2 separate regions of the Mus musculus genome follow, and region 2 is linked to region 1. The links are chromatin contacts, called in public Hi-C maps. All regions are on one chromosome and are shown on one strand. Each heading gives the region's core, a stretch centred on a gene start, on an enhancer-like site or on the middle of the called end of the contact. The rest is flanking DNA. Distances are from core to core; before and after follow the strand shown. Region 1 overlaps Umad1 (UMAP1-MVP12 associated (UMA) domain containing 1). Region 2 has its middle 55 kb from the start of Gm26075.

Evidence for each region. Hi-C and Micro-C count contacts between places; a contact is called where the count stands out from the background.
Region 2: a Hi-C map of cortical glia shows a contact between it and region 1, with 1.7 times the contacts expected there. The contact joins two enhancer-like sites. A contact is called at or near these places in 10 of 39 promoter capture datasets (the 3T3-L1 cell line, 3T3-L1-derived adipocytes, the C10 cell line and 5 more), 4 of 484 Hi-C or Micro-C datasets (brain, cortical glia, cortical neurons and 1 more) and 1 of 9 other capture datasets (embryonic stem cells).

The regions. Positions count from the first base shown.
Region 1 is chr6:8,282,806-8,289,557 of GRCm38.p6, forward strand. The region is part of intron 2 of Umad1 (UMAP1-MVP12 associated (UMA) domain containing 1); the gene reads left to right. Among named protein-coding and RNA genes, the nearest start is that of Umad1, 27 kb to the left of the region's middle. Within about 2 kb of position 2,961, at least 17 of the 459 cell types and tissues checked have an H3K27ac peak or open chromatin away from gene starts, as enhancers often do. A contact at or near this core is called in cortical glia, where this site is marked.
Region 2 is chr6:8,443,065-8,449,816 of GRCm38.p6, forward strand. No RefSeq gene overlaps it. Among named protein-coding and RNA genes, the nearest start is that of Gm26075, 55 kb to the right of the region's middle. Within about 2 kb of position 4,042, at least 77 of the 459 cell types and tissues checked have an H3K27ac peak or open chromatin away from gene starts, as enhancers often do. A contact at or near this core is called in cortical glia, where this site is marked.

The DNA of each region.
Region 1 (6,752 bases), core at 1,711-4,210:
ATAGTGTATCAAATTGTCCATAGTATATGTCATAGTATATGTCATAGTATATGTCATAGTATATGTCAGCTTGTCAGCCTGAGCCTTTCTGGTCTCCATAATCATAAGAAGTAAATCCCCATTCTTTGTAAACTACCTGGTCACCAGTAATCTGTTAAAGCATACTAGCATAAAATAGATCTTATATTAAACATAATACATACATAAAATAGACTAAGCTACCACCTTTAGTCTCTGAAAAGCAGTCGGTCAGCAAGTAAAGAAGGCAACATTGGTCATAGTTGTTAATGGGGAAATACGTCTAGACCCCAAAGAAAAGTGACTTGCATAGAACTAGAGATAAAATTAGGGGATATAGCTGAGGCATTAGGAATTATATGTTGTATTGTTATTGTTGTTGTTTTGTATTCTCCAGAGCAGGATAGCAGAAAAAGAAAGCTACCTTAGGAGAGAGGAGCTGGCCTGAGTGACAGACAGGAAAAGCAGGTGGCTGGATAAGATCCTGTGTTCGCGCTGCTGCTGCTGCTGCCGTGTGATGGGAATTCAGATTTGCAGGCTTGATGGAACAATATGCCTAGACTTTAGCAGAGTAGGTTTTCTTTGTCTCACTAATTTCACTTTCAGTTATTTATCTTTGAAACAGGAAACTGTAGCTTATAAAGATAATATAGTTAGTGTGGTTTTGTCACATGTATTTATATGTCTAATCTGGCTCCTGAAGGGAAATCATTGAATCACAAATCACACGACTCCAGGTGATTTAATTTTTATGTATTACTATTGAAATTATATATCTTACAGATTCTCTATAAAGGCTTTTAATTCTCTAAGATATTTACAACAATATTTATGAATCTTATCTGATAACTGTAAGCTATAATATGGAAAAATCTCAACCTTTCCCTTGTTCTATAATAATTTAATAAAGTATTTCCAAGGGTAAAGAAATGTCTTGGAGAAACTAGCTAGTATTTTATTGGTTTCAGTGTTTTCATGGACGTTGACAGGACTTATTCCCAAAGTTGCTTCATGAAGCCAGCACTTACAATCTTAAACATTAAGGTCAATATTTGATAATATTTTCTATATTTTCAATGGGTTATATAAGCATATGCCATTTATTTTGTGATCATTTTTATTATAATTTCAATGATTTAGCAATTTTGGTACTAGCAATATTGTTTTATATTCCCCTTTTTAAATTAATCTACAAGGCATTTCTCTGAAATTTTAAACTTAATGTTTTTTGAATTTGTTTGTCTTGATATTATCATGTGAATGCATACACACATTTGTGGTGTGTACATCTGTCAGTACAGGGGGCACATGGATGTTAGTTTGAAGACACCTTTTAGGAAAGTCTGTTTCATCTTTGGTCTTCTTAGGGAGTCAGGCTGCATACTCCAGGTTAGCTTGTCCACAAACTTCCTGGCAGTTCTTTCCCCACTTCCATCGCACAGCAGGAGTTCTGGGAGCACAGGTACACTCTGCTGCTTTCAGCTTTCACAGGGGTCCCAGGACTCAGGTCATCAGTCTGCCAGGCAAACACTTGCTTACTGAGCCACCTCACCTGCCTTGAAGTGTTTTTATTGTTGTTGTTTGTTTGTTTGAAGTCTTTAATTATATTACTAGAAATTTGTTTAGTACATATGAATTTTTCCTCTGCAGTGGATTTTGTGTTGACTGTTTGGTTAAGTTGAAATCATATGCTACCTTAAAATGTCAATTATTAAAAAGATCTTTTTTCAACTGAAGAATGACACCTCTTTCTTCATTTTATTATTTTAAATTGTTATTAGTGTAAAACATGTGTATGTGTGCATGTGTGTTTTGATGTGTGCACTGATGTGTATTTGTAGGTGCCTGGGTATGAGTATGTGTGCACATGTGTGCACTTGGAAGCCAGGAGTCAAACTCAGTTGCTGTCGTCAGGAGCCACCTTGGTTTTCAAAGTGTCACCCTAGTTGCTGGAGCTCACCAAGTTAGCTAGGTTGCCTGGTTAGGAAGTTCCAAGGAGGCTCTACTCCCCAGGTGTTGGTGAGTACCTGGTCTTTTTACATGGGTGCTGGGAATAACTTAGGTCCATTCTCATTCTTTCTTTGTAAGCATTTTCCATCTCTACTATCTTCCCAAGCTGTGAGATCTTTGTCTTTTTTTAAATTTAAACTATTGTTTTAATTTTGTAAGTGATCACCTGTAAGTATATCTGATATCACTCATGTGCCTGATGCCTGTAGAGGTTACAAGGCTTTTATCCCTTGGAACTGGAGTTATAGACAGTAAGTCACTATATGGGTCCTCAAAGCAGCAAGTACTATTAACCACTGAGCCATCCCTATAGCCTTTGTGAGAAGTCTTTTAACTACTGCTATTATCAACTGATCTGGATTGTTTGTTAAAACTATTGACTTAAGGAAGCTATTTTTGGACAGATTTTAACTAAAAGGAAAAGAGAGGGAAAAAAGCCAACCTTTGGTGACCTTCTGTACCTATGGGATAGCGCTATTAAGAAATTGGGAATTTGTCTACATGCTATCAGAACACTCCCAAGAAAGCTTCAGGCTTGATTTGCCGTGGAGAGAAGCACTGTTGCTCCCTGCCAAGCAAGCAGGCAACAGTTTGTTGTCATGAACATTTCTTCACATAGTTTATCTCATGTAGAGTTCTCAGGACCAGCCAACTTTGGGATTTGATTTATAACATACAATGGTTATGCTCCATCAGATAAGAAAGGATGTGGAGGAATCGACATCTGCTGACTCTGGTCTCTCTGGCTCTTTCTAGACTGAAATGATGGTTAATCTGATACTGTCCAATTGACTTTTGTTGCATGTTTTTCAGCCATGCCCTTTCCTTGTCACATTCATGCATTAAACTTCCTGAGTGTTTAGTCTCAGAGCTCGAACAGTCGGGCTCTTCATAGCCCTTGGCATTCACTTCTAAACCACATTCAGTTTTTCTGGCAGTGGAATTTCTGCCAACAGAATCTGACCCTCTTACACCACAGTCTTGAGTGAATTAGCTCTGCTCAGAGCATGTGCACTTCTGCAGGGACCATCAGTAGTAAATTTTGTTTTAAGTACACATCTTGGTAATAAGTGTGTCATCTTTAAATTTCAGCAGCATTTTGTACATAATATTTTATAGATGATATTTTATATTTAAATGGCAAGGACATGAATGATTGACATGGACCATTGACCTTTATATGGAACATGTGCAGATCATACAATAAATTAATAACTGATTTTATATCTTTTTTGCCCTGAAGTTGATGATACATATGGTCTTTAAAAAAAACTTTTCATTCATATATGCATGTATGAATGTATACATGTATGTATGTATGTATATGTATGTGTGTATACATGTATGTATGTATGTATATGTATGTGTGTATGTATGTGTGAGGGCATACACATGCCATGCATGTATGGGGAGGTAAGGGGACCTCTGTGGAAGTTGGTGGTTTCCTTCTCTTATGTAGATCCAGGGACTGAGCTCAGATCATCATGCATCATGCTTGGCGGCTTGTGCCTTCTGCTGAGTCATCTTCCAGACTGTGTGTGTGTGTGTGTGTGTGTGTGTAGAGGTTTGAATAGGAATGGCCCCTGTACTCACTTATTTGAACACTTGGTCCATAGGTATGGCCTTGTTGGAGAAGGTGTGGTTTTGTTGGAGGAACTGTGTTACGACAGTCTTTGAGGGCTCGTAAATTTAATCCAGTTCTCTTCCTGTTGGCTGTGGATCTAGATGTAGAACTCCCAGTTACCTTTCCAACACATGTCTGCCTGCATGCTGCCGTGGTTCCCACCATGAAGATAATGGACTGAACCTCTGAAACTGTAAGCCAGCCCCAGTTATAAGACTTCTTGTGGTCATAGTGTCTTTTCACAGCAATAGAAAGTCTACCTAACTAAGACTGTGTATATGTGAGATAGAGATAAGGTCCTGCTATGTAGCTAAGGTTAACCTAGAACCTACTATGTAGTAGAGGTTAATTAACTTAATTGCCCAGGCTGGCCTTAAGCTGACAGTATTTCTCCCAGTGATAGAATTGGAGCAATGTGCTTCCCTACTGACTTTGGTACATTTTTTAAAAACAAACAAAAAAACGAAAGTCAACCAGTAAAATAATGTGCTGTGATCTCTGATTTGGAAGTGACTAGCCTGTTGTTTGAATTTGATGAGAAAAGGTGTGGGTATTTTGATTCCATGCCATCATGAGAAAGTACATTTCTCCCTGGCTGTTAACCAGTATCAACAGTCTAAAAATCTATGGATCTCAAGTTGTGGCCTCATTTGCTTCCAGTAGGTCTCTCAGTGACTCATATATTCAAGCTCAATGAATACTCAATATTTTATGTTCATCTGAGTGTGTGTATATGTGTGTGTGTGGAGGGGGGCTTGGAGTCAGTTCAGAATAGTTGTTGCTGATCCTGGCCAACTGGTTTATCTGAATTGGTTCCATGTATTGGTTTCAGCCCAGACTTAGAATCGATGACATTCTCGTTCCTTTTAAGGACTCCCTGCTTTAGACATCCCATTTGAAATCTGTTAAGAACATCATAAGCTGGTCCCCGATTTATTGATTTTCCTGGGTCTCCGACTATGTAAAGTGTAGCCAGCCATGGCGTAAGCCGAGTAAGCTCTGAGTTCCCTCTCTCTGCTCCAACATGGATGCTAATTCTACACCTTGGTATGTTTCCTAGGAGGGGCTTTTCAAATTGACAAATGATGCCTCTTGCAGTCCACTGGGTCCCTGCCCCTTTTGATGTGCCTAACGGGAAAGCTAGCACCTTCTATACTAGTGAAGGTTATGTTTTCTGTTTTGTTTTGTTTTGACAGATTCATTATTGTCTAGCACTTTAGCTATTATTTTGTCTAAAAGAACCATTTAGCATGCATGTAAGTACATGTGCACCTGTGTGTATATGAACACACACACACACACACACACACACACACACACACACACACACACAGAAATATTAGTATGACATCAGGCTCTTCTGTTTTTTCTAAGGCAAGTTGCAACATTCCATCATTTCTAAAAGGCTTGTGAAATACAAGTACTCATCTTGAATGGCTTTCCTAAAGGTTACTTGTCTTCTGGCTTTCTGTTAGAGATTTCCTTTAAAAGCCAATGTGAAATCCAACTAGAAGAGTTATTGTGGCTTCTAGAGCAGCTTCAAATTGTGTTCCATATTCTTTTGTTGGGGAAGAAACATGTACCTGCTAGGACAAGTAAGGACAGGTTTTGTTGTTGTTACTGCTTTTTTGCCAGTGTCACCTTATATTCACATATGGATTTTATACTTAGCATGTAATACAGCTATGGTTATTTTAGCGCAGAGTGCTTTAACTTCTGAAGTGTCCAGCAGTAAACTACATGCAGGAGATGTTGTTTCCATCAGGAGCCTCTCGCGTTCTTCATGTGTTCTGGAATAAGCACTTGCAGTTTAAGTGAGACTTGGAGCTCTTCAACAGCTCAAGCAATTCTTGTTTAATGAGACCAAAAGTGTGTTTAGATAAATACTGATGCATCTCCAGGTTACCCTCACAAGTGTTGTTCAGAGGCCTTCTCTTTGGGGGAGTTTCTAGCATTACACTCTGTTTCTGGTGACTGTTCATTTGATTGTTAGAGTGTACAATTTGGAATCAGTTTTCTCCTACTCTTTGAATCCCAGGAATTGAACTCAGGTTGTAAGGCTTAGCAGCAAGCACCCACTAGCCATATCACTAGAATTCATTTTACTATTTTTAATAAGATAATATAGTTTGTGGCTTGTTTGTTTGGTGTGTATATATAAAAATTTATACATGTGCATGTGGAGAACAGAGGACAGCCTTAAGATGTCCATCATTCACCGTTTTGGGGGAGGAGGCAGGGACTCTCACTGGTTTGGGACACCCCAAGTAGGTTAGACTATGGGCAGCGAGGTTCAAGGGTCTGCCTGTCTCTGAGGCTGGCTGGGCTTACAGGTATACACCACCATAGCTGACTTTATATTGGTTCTGATAGCTATATCCCCAGTTGTACTTCAGTCCTCATGTGTCTTCCTTCATAAATTGTCACAGTAAGAGATGGCTCATTTATTATAAAAATGAGAACTGAAATTGTTACAGAAATTCAGTCAGAAGAGGATATACAAAAATATAGTTAAATTTTATATAAGCAAATGAGGAAGTGATTATATAAGAGCTAGTCATCCTCTCCCACTTATATTATTTTTTATGATTGAACCTAGATTTTACAGGCTGAGTTATTCATAGTTTGGCATTTGCTGCTGTTAGTACAGGGCCTGCACGCTGACTTGTACTCAGATTCCCATTAGCTGCTGCTTTGCATTTGTGGGTATCATCATCAATGCCCTCCTCAGAGTTTCCAGGAAGGAGCTATGTTTAGCATAGTTTCAGTGTTACATATTTTACTACATCTAATTTTTGAGTTTGCGTATTACATGTAGACTTCAGAACACAATGAAAGAATCCTAGAATGGAAGACAGGACACCTGGGTTTCATTTTCATTCATGACCATGAATGCTTATTGTTTTATATACAGAATCCTGAGCAGCAAGCCACACGGTGTGCTCATGTTGAAGAACAGTTACTCTCACCCATCTGAAAATTCACTACGTTAGCTATTGAGGAAAACCCCTTGATTCTTACTTGTATTGTTCTTTGTTCCTGCTGGAATATAAATCTTTTATGTGTTGTTGGAAGAAGTGAGGAGACACAGCAGAATTTC
Region 2 (6,752 bases), core at 2,792-5,291, 160 kb after region 1:
GAGTGGCAAGATGTGAACGTGAAGGCAAGGAAGGCCTAACTGCACTGCTATGCACTTGAAAAGCAGTGCACACTTAGAGCACACTAAATTTATTTTAAAATATCTTCCCCCATAATAAATGAGGCTTAGCTCTTTATGGCTTCTGTACTTTATAAACCTAAACAATGTATCCTACCCCCTTAGAAGGTCTTCAAGGACTGCAAAATCTTTTTCAAAATCCCTCCTGAAGGACTTGACTTGTCTGTGACTGACTTACAGTTAACTTCTATACATTCTAAAATATTGATTAAAAAATACAATGTTGTAAACATGCAAACAAGTGGCAGGTATTCGCCACCAAGTCTTATGCTGTGCATCTGTGTGTGCCCTGCTTTCATGTGGCCAGCAGCACACTGGGCTATTTGTACCAGTGCTGCCACCAGCCTGCATAGCACTTCAGTGTCACTGGGCAGCAGGAAACTTCCAGCTCCCTACAACAGTCCACTGTGACATATGTGTGTTGTTATTGACTCAAATGTTATAGAGTGTGCAAGGCTCTTATTCAAGTGAAAACTTTGGGGAGGGAGTGGTAATGAAAGGCAAAAGGCGCTTCTGTCCCTTAAGGAGCTCCTCAGAACAAGGGGTGTTTCAGAGAAAGAGGAACTTTTTTTTTCTTAAAATGAAATGACATGGGAAATGTAGGATAGGAAAGGTGAGTGGATTTTGAGTCTGCTGGAGGTCTTCGGTGGACTTGTCCCTCTGGCTGTTGTTCAGCCACTAACCATTTGAGTCCATTTACTCTCATTCTCTCCACAAATAAAGCACATTGTTTGCATCTCATCAGTTCCTTAAAAAGATGTCTTCAACAAAAGAGCCTTTAGGAAAGAAACACCATTAGAAATACAGCATTTAACTCCTTTTCATTATCATTAGCTACTCACATCACCGAGTAGGATGCATTCCAAGAAAAATAACTGTAAAGTTCTTAATATTCCATTAATTCCATGAGGATTTCCTATGTGCATACAACATGCTTTGATAACACCCACTCTCTCCCTCCTCCCCCTAACTCCTTCAGAATCATAAGAATTGATAGGTCTACACTCAGTTCCTTGACTTTGGACAAATTGTATAATCTTGTGGGGACTAAAGTTTCTAACCCTTGAAATAGAGATAACATTGACTTTATAGTATTGAGATGATAATTAAAGAAGAGACTGTTTTCAAGGACTTAACTGAGAGCAGAGTACAGAGTATGGGTAGCACATGGCAGCTACTGGCAGTCGTGGCTGAAAATGCTATTTCATGCAGCAACTTTGTTCTCATCTCAAGCCGTCAGTATATGAAGGAATAGCTCACATCCGTGTGATCTGAAAGACACCACTTCCCTCAGAGGTTGCTCTAGTTGAATAGGCGAGGATTCGCTGGACCTCTTCTAAACCAGACCATGGTTCCTGTAAAACACAAGATACCTACAGTCCATCCAAAAGAGTCAGACTGGACCTGTCCCTGATACCTCTCCACAAAGTTACTATTGCCCACCACGTGCAGTAAATCCCTTAATACCTGCTCATCAGAATCTTCCTTGGGAAGATGGTTCTTGCTTTTCTGAAGAACCTTTGTGGGGTCATTTGAAGAGATCAAATCTATTATTTAATACCTATTTTGTAATTTTAATATAAACTATGATAGAGTCCCTATCTACACAGAGTGGGTATTCCAGTTAGTAATTTTCCTCTTTGGTACAACCAAAGACCTCATAAAAGCAGTTTAAGGGAAGACGAGTGTGTACTGGCTTCCAGTTCCATGGTACAGTTATCATGGCGGCAGACGTGGCTGCAAGCCCTTGGGGTGCCTGTTCACATCGAGTCTTCCCATGAAGGAGAAATGCACAGGACTGTTGTTATTCAGCTCACGTTTTCTTTCCCTAATTCAGTCCAGGACTCCAGCCCATGGGGTGGTACCAGCCATTTCTGAGTCTTCCCAACTCATTTAACCCAGTCTAACAACCCCCTCACAGGCACACCCTGCAGCTTGTCTTCTAAGTCATTCTAGAGCCTATGAATTTGACTGTATTAACTATGTCAGCAAAAATCTGGTCATTTTGTCAACTGGCCACAGTACCCTCTTATTGGAAATTCTTTGTTTGGCTCAATATACACTGGGAGGGAGGGGAGGGGAGTCCAAAGTTCATCAACTTAAAATATAACTTAAATGTTTTACTGGTTGATGTCCTTCAGAGAGTAGTGCTCATTGTTGCCTGGGTGTCTCAAGTGGGTAGTGTGAAATAAGAATTGGCTATACTCCTGGACACATGATGCAATTGTCTACTGGTTTGAGATAAATTATTCATAAACAAGTTGGTTACTATCGTGGGATAGAGAGAGATAGACACTAGATCATTTTTGAGAGTGAATATTATATTTAGGTTTTTTTGCTCTTGAGAATGGCCCTACTGTTTAGTTAAGATTTCTTCAAGACACTAAAACTGTAGTTAGCGGTGGGGAGAGTGACTATATGATTCTGTGTTTTATGTTTCTGACACTTTTTCCAACTCTTAAAATATACGTGAGGTAGTAATGTTAAGGAGGCACAAGACAACTATCCCTAGCTTTATTTTATATTTCTTACTTAAATATAGCTGGCTGTCATCACTTCCTTAGTGATGGCTGTGATTTTAAAAATCACTACAGCAATTTGTTACAAAGAAGCATGTTCTAAACTAAATTTTGGCTTAGGTACTGCTGATAATTCAAACACATGAAGAGTCCTGAGAGCATTTTACAGAATGCTCATAGCTAGGCTATGTCTAGTTTGTCTTCTCTGCCACTGTACCAAGTCCCGCCTGGCTTGGGGGTTACACAAAGACAAGTATGTGACTTGTAGCTACTGCAGCAGCTGATGTTCAACTTGGATAGTCAATGTCCTTTCCCCATCCTCTCAGAAACATATATTCACAAACATAAATCTTCTCAAACAGTTCTCTTCCCATCAATGAAATTCATTTGTGCATCCTCCCCCTCCTTACCTGCAATAGTATTGATTTTATCATATGTCAGCTTTGTTTAACTGTAGGAATGGAATTGTCTGAATATAAAGTTAAAAGCACTGAAGTTGTGAAATGCCAGTCTTAAAGCTCTCCTGCCAACAATAAATCCCCCTTACGGCCCTCTCTGCACACCACATCGATTTAATAGCCCAACTAGCCTTTCTGCACACCACATTGCTCATTTAATAGCTCGGCTAGCTACCCTCCATCCTTTACAGGAAGCTGTTAATTATGGTTTCCTGGGTTTTGCGTGGTTGTGTTCAAGTGTTCCTTTCCTTTTGAAATATCTGGTTCATTTTATTCTCTATATTTCTCCTCTTCACTCTATGGCGTGATGATGTAGTTGAGGAGATGATGTAGTTGACAAAGAATGGTCCCAAACTAAAAATGTTCTAAGCCTTAATTACCTTAGAGTCAGGGTTAAAACTTGTTGTCTACATTATCTGTCCTTTGGGGGATGGGGTGGGTAGTAAAATATAAATATGAAATCATACCCACGATGTGTAGTAGCCTGGCTGGCCTAGAATTCACTATATAGAAAAAGCTGACCTAGAGTTTGTAAGACTCCTCCTGCCTCTGTCTCCCAGGAGCTGGGATTAGAAATATATTCCACCCCACCCAGTTTACGGTGTATTTTATCACCAGAGTAACTTAGTGACTTGTTGCTGTCTTCGGCACACCTTGCAAAGGCATGATAAATTTCTCCCTGTAACCCGTCCCTCAGCGGCAGCAAATTCCCCACAGTGTTGCTTGATTAGGGCTGAGGAAGCTGAAGTTGAGTGTTTCCCAGTTCGGAATGTGCTTCTGTCCAGAGGCTGTCTTGTGTGCAGAGCTGGCTGAAAGGAGCTTGGACAGCCATGCTCAGAGCTGGAAGTCTGGCTAGGCTGGCTGGGCCGGGAGCAGTGAGAGGTCAAAGCTCTGGTTGATTTCATGCTCCTCTGGCGTGCCCCACAGACTGTAGCCTCCACCCAGAGATGCTCTGGCAAGAGTGGGAGGCAGCTGGACAGATCAAGAAAGGCCTTTTGTCCCTGCTGTTCTATAGCAGGCCTTATTTAGAGCAACAGATGCAAATGGACAGGCTTGACTTCCATCTCATGCAGAATGGGTTTAAAATCCCAGGGCTTTGCCTCCAGTTTGAAAGCTTTGTGTAATTATTTGGAAGTTTTAGAAGTGTGTAGAATTTTGTTGTTTTGGTTTGGTTTTGGTTTTGGTTTTGGTTGTTTGTTTTTTGGAAGCTTTAAAGAGAAATCTATGCTTTCTCCCTAAAATAAACCACTTAACTTTCATTTTAATGCCTAATACTAAATACCTCTGTCTCTACGTCCCTTGGTCCCTTCTTTCTTCTTTAACTAAAGATTACCACGAAGAAGGTTAACAAGGAAGTGCCTGGGAGGTAGCTTAGCCTTGCAGCAAGAGGACCAGATTTTGATTCACAGAACCTAGGAGTTTTAAAAGCCGAGTGTGGTGGTACACGCTCTAGGAAGGGCTCAGGGACTTGCTGGTCAGTCAGCCTAGCTTATGCAGAAAGCCCCAGGCCAGCAAGAAACCAATTTCAGAAACAAAGTAGATAGCTTCTGAGAAATGATGCTTAAGGGTGACCTTTGTGCGCTCAAACATGCACAGACACATGGACACAAAAGCATGCAAACAACAGAAAAATGAATGTTAATAAAATCATGGGAAACAACGACTTTTTCCATCTATTTTTATGTGTTGTTGGAGACAACCATGTGATGTTTTCATTCAATCTAGGAGGACAAGTGGATCTAGGATGGTATGGAAACCTTCAGCTTTAGAAACTGTATCTAACATAATCCAAAGGGGAAATTAATTTTTCACTTTGAAGATGTTCACTAGCACAAACACCAAATTATTGAATAGCTGAGTCTCCTGAGAATTGTCATCTGTCACCTGATGCTTCCCAATGGCTCCGGGAGTAGGAGCCTGTCTCTTTGTCCTGACTTTAGACTCTGCCTTAGGAGACCATTTCCCAAAGCGATTAGAAACAGCATATTGTTTTATTAGGCACCAACTTAGAACCATTGTGGAACCACTCAAAGTTGTCCTGTTTCCCCCAAACACGAAAGTAGTGGATCTATTGAAAACAATGAGAGTTAGTGCAGACAGACTGAGTGGAGATGGTACTATTGATTGTGGGGTGATCTGCAGCCCCCCAGGACAGCAACTGTGAGCATCAGGCAGGTACAGAGACAAGCTCCTAGGGCTGGGTTGTGGAAATTCAGGGCTCACCTAAAGGCAGTATGGTAAATAAGTCATTTTAATCTTAAACTTCACAGTAGATTTGAAAGTAGGTATAATTTAAGTTATTCATTTTCTATGATGTCCCATATTACAGTATGAATACTTAAAGCTTAAAAGAAACAATGGACTTATGTTCAGAGCAAGCCACTTTCTGAAGAATTAGAAGGTGACTTGAAGAATAACTTTATACACACCTGACTGCTTTCTTTCATAGACCAACAGAATCAACTAATCTGGACCCTTGGGACTCTCAGAGTCTAATCTTCAACCAAAGAACATACATGGGCTGGACCGAGGTCTCCCTGCACTTACATAAAAGATGTAGAGTTTGGTCTTTATATGGGTCCCAAACAACTGGAGCAGAGGCTACCCCAAAAGCTGTTGCCTGTCTGTGGATACGTTCTTCTAGCTGGCCTGCCTGCCTGGCCTCAGTGGGAGAGGATGTATATAGTCCTGCAGAGACTTGAAGTGCCAGGGTTTGGGGGATACCTATATGGTCCCCAACTGCTCAGAGGAGAAGGGAATGGGAGGATGGGGGGAGGGTTGTGGGAGGGGGTGACCAGGAGGGGGCAGTGATCAGGATGTAAAATGAATAAGTAAAATTAATTCTTTTTTTTTTTTAAAGAGAGATTTCTGAGGGAGAGGGGAGACTGCCTTCTTCCATGTCCTCCTGTCTCTTGGCTTTAAAAGGATGACAGGGACCCTGCTACTCCAAGCTTCATCCTTATCCCTGACTCATTGCAATTAAAAAATAGCACTGGAAAGATGACTCAGTGAGGAGAAAGACCATGCTACACATACAGACTTGAGTTTGAATCTCCAGAACCCATGTGAAGACAGGTGCGTGTCTGTAATCCTAAGGCTTCGGTAGAGAAATGGAAGATAGAGACAGGAGGCTCTTTGAAAGCTCATCAGCCATCTTGCCTGGCATATTTAGCTGTGAACACCAAAGAGACATTGTCTTAAACAAGATACGAGGTGAAGACCAACACCTGTAATTCACCATGTATAATTCTCTGACCACACATGTGCGATAGCACACAAACCATGGCTGGTGCCCACTTGGATTAGCACACAGGTGTGTGCATGAACATACAAACAGCCAACGGACAAAAACTCACAGATAAAAGCCTTGCTCATGGTGTTCAAGACTAGTAGCATACGCAGCCCATGCCATCCAAAGACCTTAGCAATGCAGATGTTTTCAAGTTTCCCTGAAATAAAACTCCCCAAGCACAACTGTAGTCAAACTTGACTGTGTTTGACGGAAGCAGTGTTTGCTTTCAAGAAGCAGAGCTCCATGTGGGTGAGGCTGAGGATAGAGCTGATGTTTATGAGGTGGGTGGGTATCAAAAGCTGAGCGGGTGACAAAAGTCAAAGTAGAAAAAAATAAGTCATCTTTTTTCTGTATGTTAACTTGGAAATAATTACAGACACTAAAATGTCCTTGAATGGCTTTGTT